2 separate regions of the Macaca mulatta genome follow, and region 1 is linked to region 2. The links are chromatin contacts, called in public Hi-C maps. All regions are on one chromosome and are shown on one strand. Each heading gives the region's core, a stretch centred on a gene start, on an enhancer-like site or on the middle of the called end of the contact. The rest is flanking DNA. Distances are from core to core; before and after follow the strand shown. Region 1 holds the start of TIMM22 (translocase of inner mitochondrial membrane 22). Region 2 overlaps NXN (nucleoredoxin).

Region 1 (3,347 bases), core at 702-3,201, 190 kb before region 2:
CTTTGTAAAAAACATCAACTACTGCCCTAATGCCTGTAAGCGAAACGCCCAAATCTCCCCCCGACTCAACCCCAAACTTGAAATAACATTTCTCCTTTGCTTAAGTGTATTTTCTTCCTTTTTTTTTGAGATGGAGTCTCTGTTGCCAGGCTGGAGTGCAATGGCGTGATCTCAGCTCACTGCAACCTCCACCTCCTGGTTTCAAGCCATTCTTCTGCCTCAGCCTCCCGAGTAGCTGGGATTACAGGCACACACCACCATGCCCAGCTAATTTTTGTATTTTTAGTAGAGACGGGGTTTCACCATGTTGGCTAGGATGGTCTTGACCTCTTGACCTCATGATCCGCCTGCCTTGGCCTCCCAAAGTGTTGGGATTACAGGCATGAGCCATGTGCCCAGTCCTTTTTTTTTTTTTTTTTTGAGACAGGATCTTGTTCTGTCACCCAGGCTGGAGTGCGGTAACTCAATCACAGCTCACTGCAGCCTCAACCATCTGGGCTCAAGAGATCCTCCTGCCTCAGGCTCCCGAGTAGCTGGGCTCTCAGGTGCATACCAGCTAATTTTTGTATTTTTCGTAGAGATGGGGTTTCGCTATATTGGCCAGGCTGGTCTTGAACTCCTGGGATCAAGCGATCCACCTGCCTCAGCCTCCCAAAGAGCTGGGATTATACAGGAATGAGCCACCGCACCCACTCTGCCTACCTGTATTTTCTCAATCCTTCAAGACGCAGCTCCAGTCTCACCTATGGTCTTACTCAACAACAAAAAAAGACCTTTCTTCCTACTTCACTTGTTTTCATTGACATTCTCACTACATTCATTTCTTAAATGTCTTTCATTCTCAGTGAGACTTAAACTCATCTGCAAATGGAGCCAACCTATTTACCCTGCACACAGAAGGAATACCGTACATTCTCAAATCTCCAAAAAGCTTAAGGGAAACGTAGAAGGACAAGTGCAGACTTCGTCTCTCCTTGCTCGCTGCTGTCTAGTCACAGTGGTCTTTCAGTTTTCCAAACTTCAAGCAACCGCTGCCCTAGCGCCGTCTGCATGTGCATTTCCATATGTCTGCATCATTCCTCTGCAGAGTTCCTGCTCGACATTCTTCTCCACATAGTATAATACGGCCCCGTGAAGACCAGGCTCTTGTCTCTCTCCTGGCACGTGATAGTTGCTTAGGAACGATTTGTTGAAGGATTTAAGAGAATGAGCGAATTCAAGGGAATGAACGGATGAATGAAGTCACCCATGTAATCACTTTTTTCTTTTCGAGATGGAGTCTCGCTCTGTCGCCCACGCTGGAGTGCAATGGCGCGATCTCGGCTCACTGCAACCTCCGCCTCCTGGGCTCAAGCGATTCTCCTGCCTCAGCCTCCGAATAGCTGGGAATACAGGCACCCACCACCATGCCCGGCTAATTTTTTATATTTCTAGTAGAAACAGGGTTTCACCGTGTGAGCCACGATGTCATGTAATAACTTTTAGGCCCCAACCACAGCAATTTTCTGATGCAATTTTCATCAAGAAAGCTGAGCTGAGGGGGCAGGAGAGGTGACGTTCACGGAACGAGGTGGGGGTGTGGTCAAGGTCAAGGCCCGCAGTCCCTCGCCTCCCAGGCGCGTGGTCTTCTCTGCAGAGATCCCCACTGCCGTCCAGGCCCTCAGCCTCCCAAGCATCCCACTCGCCCGGCCTCACCTCCCACGCAGGCCAGCGCAGCCTTGAAGGCACAGCTTTCCATCACCTTCTCGATCATCTTCTGCTCCTCACTCTTGGCTGGACTTGGGATCCCGCCCAGGCTCCCAGGCTCCAGGAGTCGGGGCTGACGCTTGTCACCCACCAGGTACTGCAGGAGAAGGCTGTACTGCAGCGGAGCTTCGGCGGAACCCGCTGCCTCAGCGGCCGAAGCCCCGGCATTGGAGGCGGCCGCCGCCATGACAGTCGCTGCCCAAGCAACCCTCGCGTCCTTCCCCCCGCAGCAGATTCGACAAGCGTCACGCTGCGAGCCCTGACACTAGCCACCGCCTGTAACGGCAGATTCGCAGCAAGAGGAAGCCGCGGCCGCAAGAGACGTCGTGCGCGCATCAGCGACAGCGCTATCGTGTTTCCAAAAAGAAAGCCTCTTGTGAAAATGGAATTGGGCTTGAACAGCTTTCCCCATGTCACAGACAAACGAGATTCAGATTCACCAGAAAGCGCCCACACGGTCGGGGCTGCAGCGCGGTGAGTACAGAGATTTGTAGTTCCAATCCGACATCCAACTACATTTCCCAGGAAGCGTTGCGCGTGCTCTCGCGTCTCGGCCCCGCGCGGGGCTCCTACGCGCTGCTGAGGGGAGCGAGGAGCGGCCGCGCGCTCCGGGGCTGCCGTGCTCCGGATCGCCGGGAGGGGGCGCGCGAGCATTCTCGCTGCCCTTTCCGCCTCCTGCTGTCATCGGGCGAGGAGGCGTTAAATCCTGTGGTCCCGGAAGGTGCGGTGAGTGCTGGACGCTTTGTAGACACGCGTGAACGTGTGCTGGAAATGCTTGGACCGGGCGCGGGGGCTCACGCCTGTCTTCCAGCACTTTGCGAGCCGAGAGCGGTGGATCATGAGGTCAGGAGTTCGAGACCAGCCTGACCAACATGGTGAAACCCCATCTCTACTAAAAATACAAAAAAAAAAAAAAAAAAAAAAATTAGCTGGGCATGGTGGTGCACGCCTGTATGCCCAGCTACTTGAGAGGCTGAGGCAGGAGACCCCGTCTCTACTAAAAATACAAAAATTAGCCAGATGGTGGCAGGCGCCTGTAATCTCAGTTACTTGGGAGGCTGAGACAGGAGAATCACTTAAACCCGGGAGGTGGAGGTTGCAGTGAGCCAAGATCGCGCCGTCCTGCTCCAGCCTGGGCGACAAGAGCAAGACTCGGTCTAAAAAAAAAAAAAAAAAAAAAATCCTAACTTATAGCATTTGCTGACTTGAGTGGTGTCAATATCCCCATAGTGGCTGATTTCAAACTACCAAGCGAGGTCATCAGTCAGAATTGGGAAGACTCACAGCAGTATGTGGTTAGACAATGTTTCTATCACACAGATACAATCTATAGAAATAACCTCAACAGCATAGATAGGAGTACGGTGTAGTAAAACTTTTAGGAGGTGGTGAGTTTTGAGCACACATTACCTGTTTTTAGTGTAATTTGATTATAAATGTATAAAATGTAATTTTTAATAACAACTATGCTTAACAATCAGCTAAAAAACTGATAATTTATTGCCTTTTAAAAATTATTCTTTTGAGACAGAGTCTTGCTCTGTCACCCAGGCTGGAGTGCCGTGGCACAATCTCGGCTCACTGCAACCTCCACCTCCTGG
Region 2 (3,554 bases), core at 1,020-3,519:
CCTGTTCCGCGTTTGACCCCCTGCAGCCGGGGAGGGTCTTCTGTGTCTTTGGGAGGCCAGCAGTGAGCGATCGCTCCGATGTGCCAAGACCCTGTGCTAAGTTCTTATTTATTTATTTAGAGACGGAGTCTCGCTCTGTCACCCAGGCTGGAGGGCAGTGTTGCAATCTTGGCTCACTGCAACCTCTGCCTCCCCAGTTCGAGCAATTCTCCTGCCTCAGCCTCCCGAGTGGCTGGGATGACAGGCGCGCACCACCACGCCCAGCTAGTTTTTGTATTTTTAGTAGAGACGGGGTTTCACCATGTTGGCCAGGATGGTCTCGAACTCCTGACCTCAAGTGATCTGTCCACCTCAGCCTCCCAAACTGTGTAAGTTCTTTAACCGCGTGAACTCATTGATCTTTCCATAGCAGAATAAGGTAGGAACAACACCACCCTCATCAGGTTGTAGCTGAGGACGCTGAGGCCCCGAAATGTGAAGGTGACAGGTTACAGGCCCACCCGAGCGGGCTCCATGGCTCCCCCTGGCCAGGCCTGGATTCTCCCCAGGTTTTGTGACTTCAGACCTGGACTCCTCATTGTGAGCCTGTACCAGGTCCTTGGTGGGCTCCTCCGTGGTGGGTGGGACCCCGGCTGGACTCCGCAAGCCTCCTGCCAGGCAGGGCCTGCATCTCCCAGGCCAGTGGCCAAGCACCCCCTCTTCCCCTCAGGCATCCCCACGCTCATCGTGCTGGACCCGCAGGGCGAGGTGATCACGCGGCAGGGGCGGGTGGAGGTGCTGAACGACGAGGACTGCCGGGAGTTCCCCTGGCACCCCAAACCCGTGCTGGAGCTCTCCGACTCCAACGCCACGCAGCTCAACGAGGGCCCCTGCCTCGTCCTTTTTGTAGGTATGAAGCTCACGGGGGGGCCCGGGTGGGGGCGGGACAGGAGAAGCCTCACTTGGGAGGAGCCTGTCCCTGCAGCTTCTCTGTCACTAGCAGTGCAAGCCTGGGCCTTTGTCTCTCCCCGGAGCCTTGCTTTTGACCCCGATGATTTATTCATGGCCTCGTGGGAGCTGCAGCTGCACTTTCCCTCCTAGCTGCTCCCCAGCTGCCGGCTGGGCAGAACAGGTCAGGCCGAGGATGCCCTGGGGACCCCATGCGCAGACCCATTGTTGGAAAGGGGCGGGTCGCACACACACAGCTGCCGGGGGCTGGCCCCTCTGGCCGAGGCTCACCAAGGCTGCTTCTGCCGGTGCTGTGTGCTCGGGTGAGCTGCTCCCGCCCCGTGGCTGCCCTGGCTCCTCTGTCCTCGCCTGCACCTCCCGGTCTCCCGTCTCACCCACTCTGTGCTCCGAGGGTGACTGCCCAGCTGGGCCAGGAGGACACAGGCTCCCTGCAGTCTGGTGGGATGGCCCTGGTTCCTTTTGCAAAACCTGGTCCTCTGCCTTGGACTTAGGGCTCCCCTCCAACAACTCAGAATTACCGTATGAGGCTGGGTGTGGTGGCTCACGCCTGTAATCCCAGCATTTTGGGAGGTCAAGGTGGGTGGATCACCTGGGGTCAGGGGTTCGAGACCAGGCTGACCAAAATGGTGAAACCCTGTCTCTACTAAAAATACAAAAATTAGCCAGGCGCAGTGGCACGTGTCTGTAATCCCAGCTACTTGGGAGGCTGAGGCAGGAGAATCACTTGAACCCGGGACGCAGAGGTTGTAGTGAGCCCATATGGCACCACTGCACTCCAGCCTGGGCAACAGAGAGAGGCTCTGTCTCAAAAAAACAACAACAAAAAAGCCACTGACCGCCAGACCACAGTCCTCACGCCCTCCCCCTCACCACCAGTTTCACTAGGAAGTCGGAGGTCCGAGGTTGTGGCTTCTCATTCTGTGGCTGAGAGAAACTAGCAGGCGCCTCAGGTCCTGGCTTAGGGGAAGCTCAGCCTCGCGGGCGGGTTTGTGAGGAATTCAGTGGAAAGTCTCTGCCTGAGGCCCCAGAGCTACTCGGTGGGGTGGGTTCCCCGTGGTGAGCCTGGTGCAGGCGAGACTCTCTTGTCTGGGGCCCCAGAGCTACTGGGTGGGGTGGGCAAGCCTGGTGCAGGAGAGCTCTGGGAGCTTTGCTGCTGGGACGTGTGTGCAGGAAGTTCATTTCCATTCAGGGGCCGCTCAGGTGGGCGTTTCTGCAGCTCAGGCCCCCTCAGCGGGTGCCGCTCTATTTGACAAGCCAGTGTTCCTCCCCATCTCTTTCTCCCCCCCGATGCCAATCACAGATTCTGAGGATGACGGAGAGTCCGAGGCAGCCAAGCAGCTGATTCAGCCAATAGCTGAGAAAATCATTGCCAAGTACAAAGCCAAAGAGGAGGAGGCGCCACTTCTGTTCTTCGTCGCTGGGGAGGTGAGTGCGGGGAGAGGCTGGGCCCCCAGGGCTGGATCAGCTGGGACTTCGGGCGCATGAGGGATCCTGGCCCCAGGGCTGCCTGTGCTCCTGAGACAGGCCGCAGACAAACGTGGCAAGAAGAGGTGGCCATTCGCCGTGGGAAACCGTTTCCTCCCCTGCTGCTTCCTCTTGTCCTGGCTTCGCAGCCTCAGGTCCGCAGGGGAAGAGCCGGGAGCTGCTTCCAGGGAGAGGGGCCGGGGCCGGAGCCGGAGCGATCCACACCCACTCCCTCGGGGCTGGGTCACGACCAGGCCCTTGCGGCTTTACAAAACGCTGGGTTCCTGCCTCCGCGCTGGCCGCAGTGGGCCGATCTCATCAGAGGGGTCCTGGCTGGGGCTACCACGTGCACCTGCGGTCACCCAGCCGGCCGGTCAGTGCTGAGGTTGGAAATCGCTGCCGCGCCCCGTCTGTTTCACCGAGGCTGCCTCTTCGAGGTCTCCCGCAGGGCTGGACCGAGCAGGAGACTTCACAGGCTGAGAAAGTGGGGCTCTCAGCAGAGCGCCCTCCCGCAGGTGCCCCATTATCCGGGGCGTGGGACCCTGCGCCCTGCACCCTGCAGACGGGCGTCTCCGCGACTCAGCGCAGGTGCAGGCTCTCGTTCTTGAGTTCCTCCAGCCGGGAGTCTCCTCCACGCCTGCGCTGCTGCCTCCCTTCCCCTCCCCTCCCCTCCGCACCTCACCCCTGCGCCGCCGCCTCCCCTCCCCTCCCCTCCCACCGCACCCACCGACCGACAAACACTTTTGGAGGCCGCCCTCACCCCCTGCCCTCTGTCCACCCATCTGTACCTCCGGTTGGTCAGAGCCCTGTGCTGATTTCACGCTGTGTTCGGATCCCAGGAGAGGCACGGAGGAGGCAGGCGGCAGCGGCCGCCAGACACCCTGCACCACCCATCATCGCCAGACTCAGCAGCTGGCCCTGCCCAGCCCCTGCGTCCCTCCCAGGCGGCTCCGGTCACCTGCTCAGCCCGGGGGTGGAGGGGAACAAAGAGGCTCGCAGGCTCTGCCTGGGGCGGCCGCAGCCACTGCACACCAAGCCCAACCCCAGAGGCTGCGCCACACGCGGGAACTCTGAGCCCTGCAGAATGGCTCTGAGAAAAGATGGCTGCAGCACTGCAAGGGCCCGGCACGGGCGGGGCGGCC

What was found. Hi-C and Micro-C count contacts between places; a contact is called where the count stands out from the background.
Region 1: a contact with region 2 is called in a Hi-C map of sperm, with 2.9 times the contacts expected there. The contact joins the promoter of TIMM22 here to the enhancer-like site in region 2. A contact is called at or near these places in 8 of 14 Hi-C or Micro-C datasets (CD4 T cells, blood, cortical neurons and 5 more).

Annotation. Positions count from the first base shown.
Region 1 is chr16:2,534,805-2,538,151 of T2T-MMU8v2.0, reverse strand. It overlaps TIMM22 (translocase of inner mitochondrial membrane 22), which reads right to left and starts at 1,951. Exons shown (of 4, transcript XM_028835843.2): 1 at 1,696-1,951. The coding sequence starts at 1,933.
Region 2 is chr16:2,347,631-2,351,184 of T2T-MMU8v2.0, reverse strand. It overlaps NXN (nucleoredoxin), which reads left to right. Exons shown (of 8, transcript XM_015118170.3): 6 at 710-889; 7 at 2,249-2,373. Among named protein-coding and RNA genes, the nearest start is that of MRM3, 23 kb to the right of the region's middle. Within about 2 kb of position 2,269, at least 9 of the 40 cell types and tissues checked have an H3K27ac peak or open chromatin away from gene starts, as enhancers often do.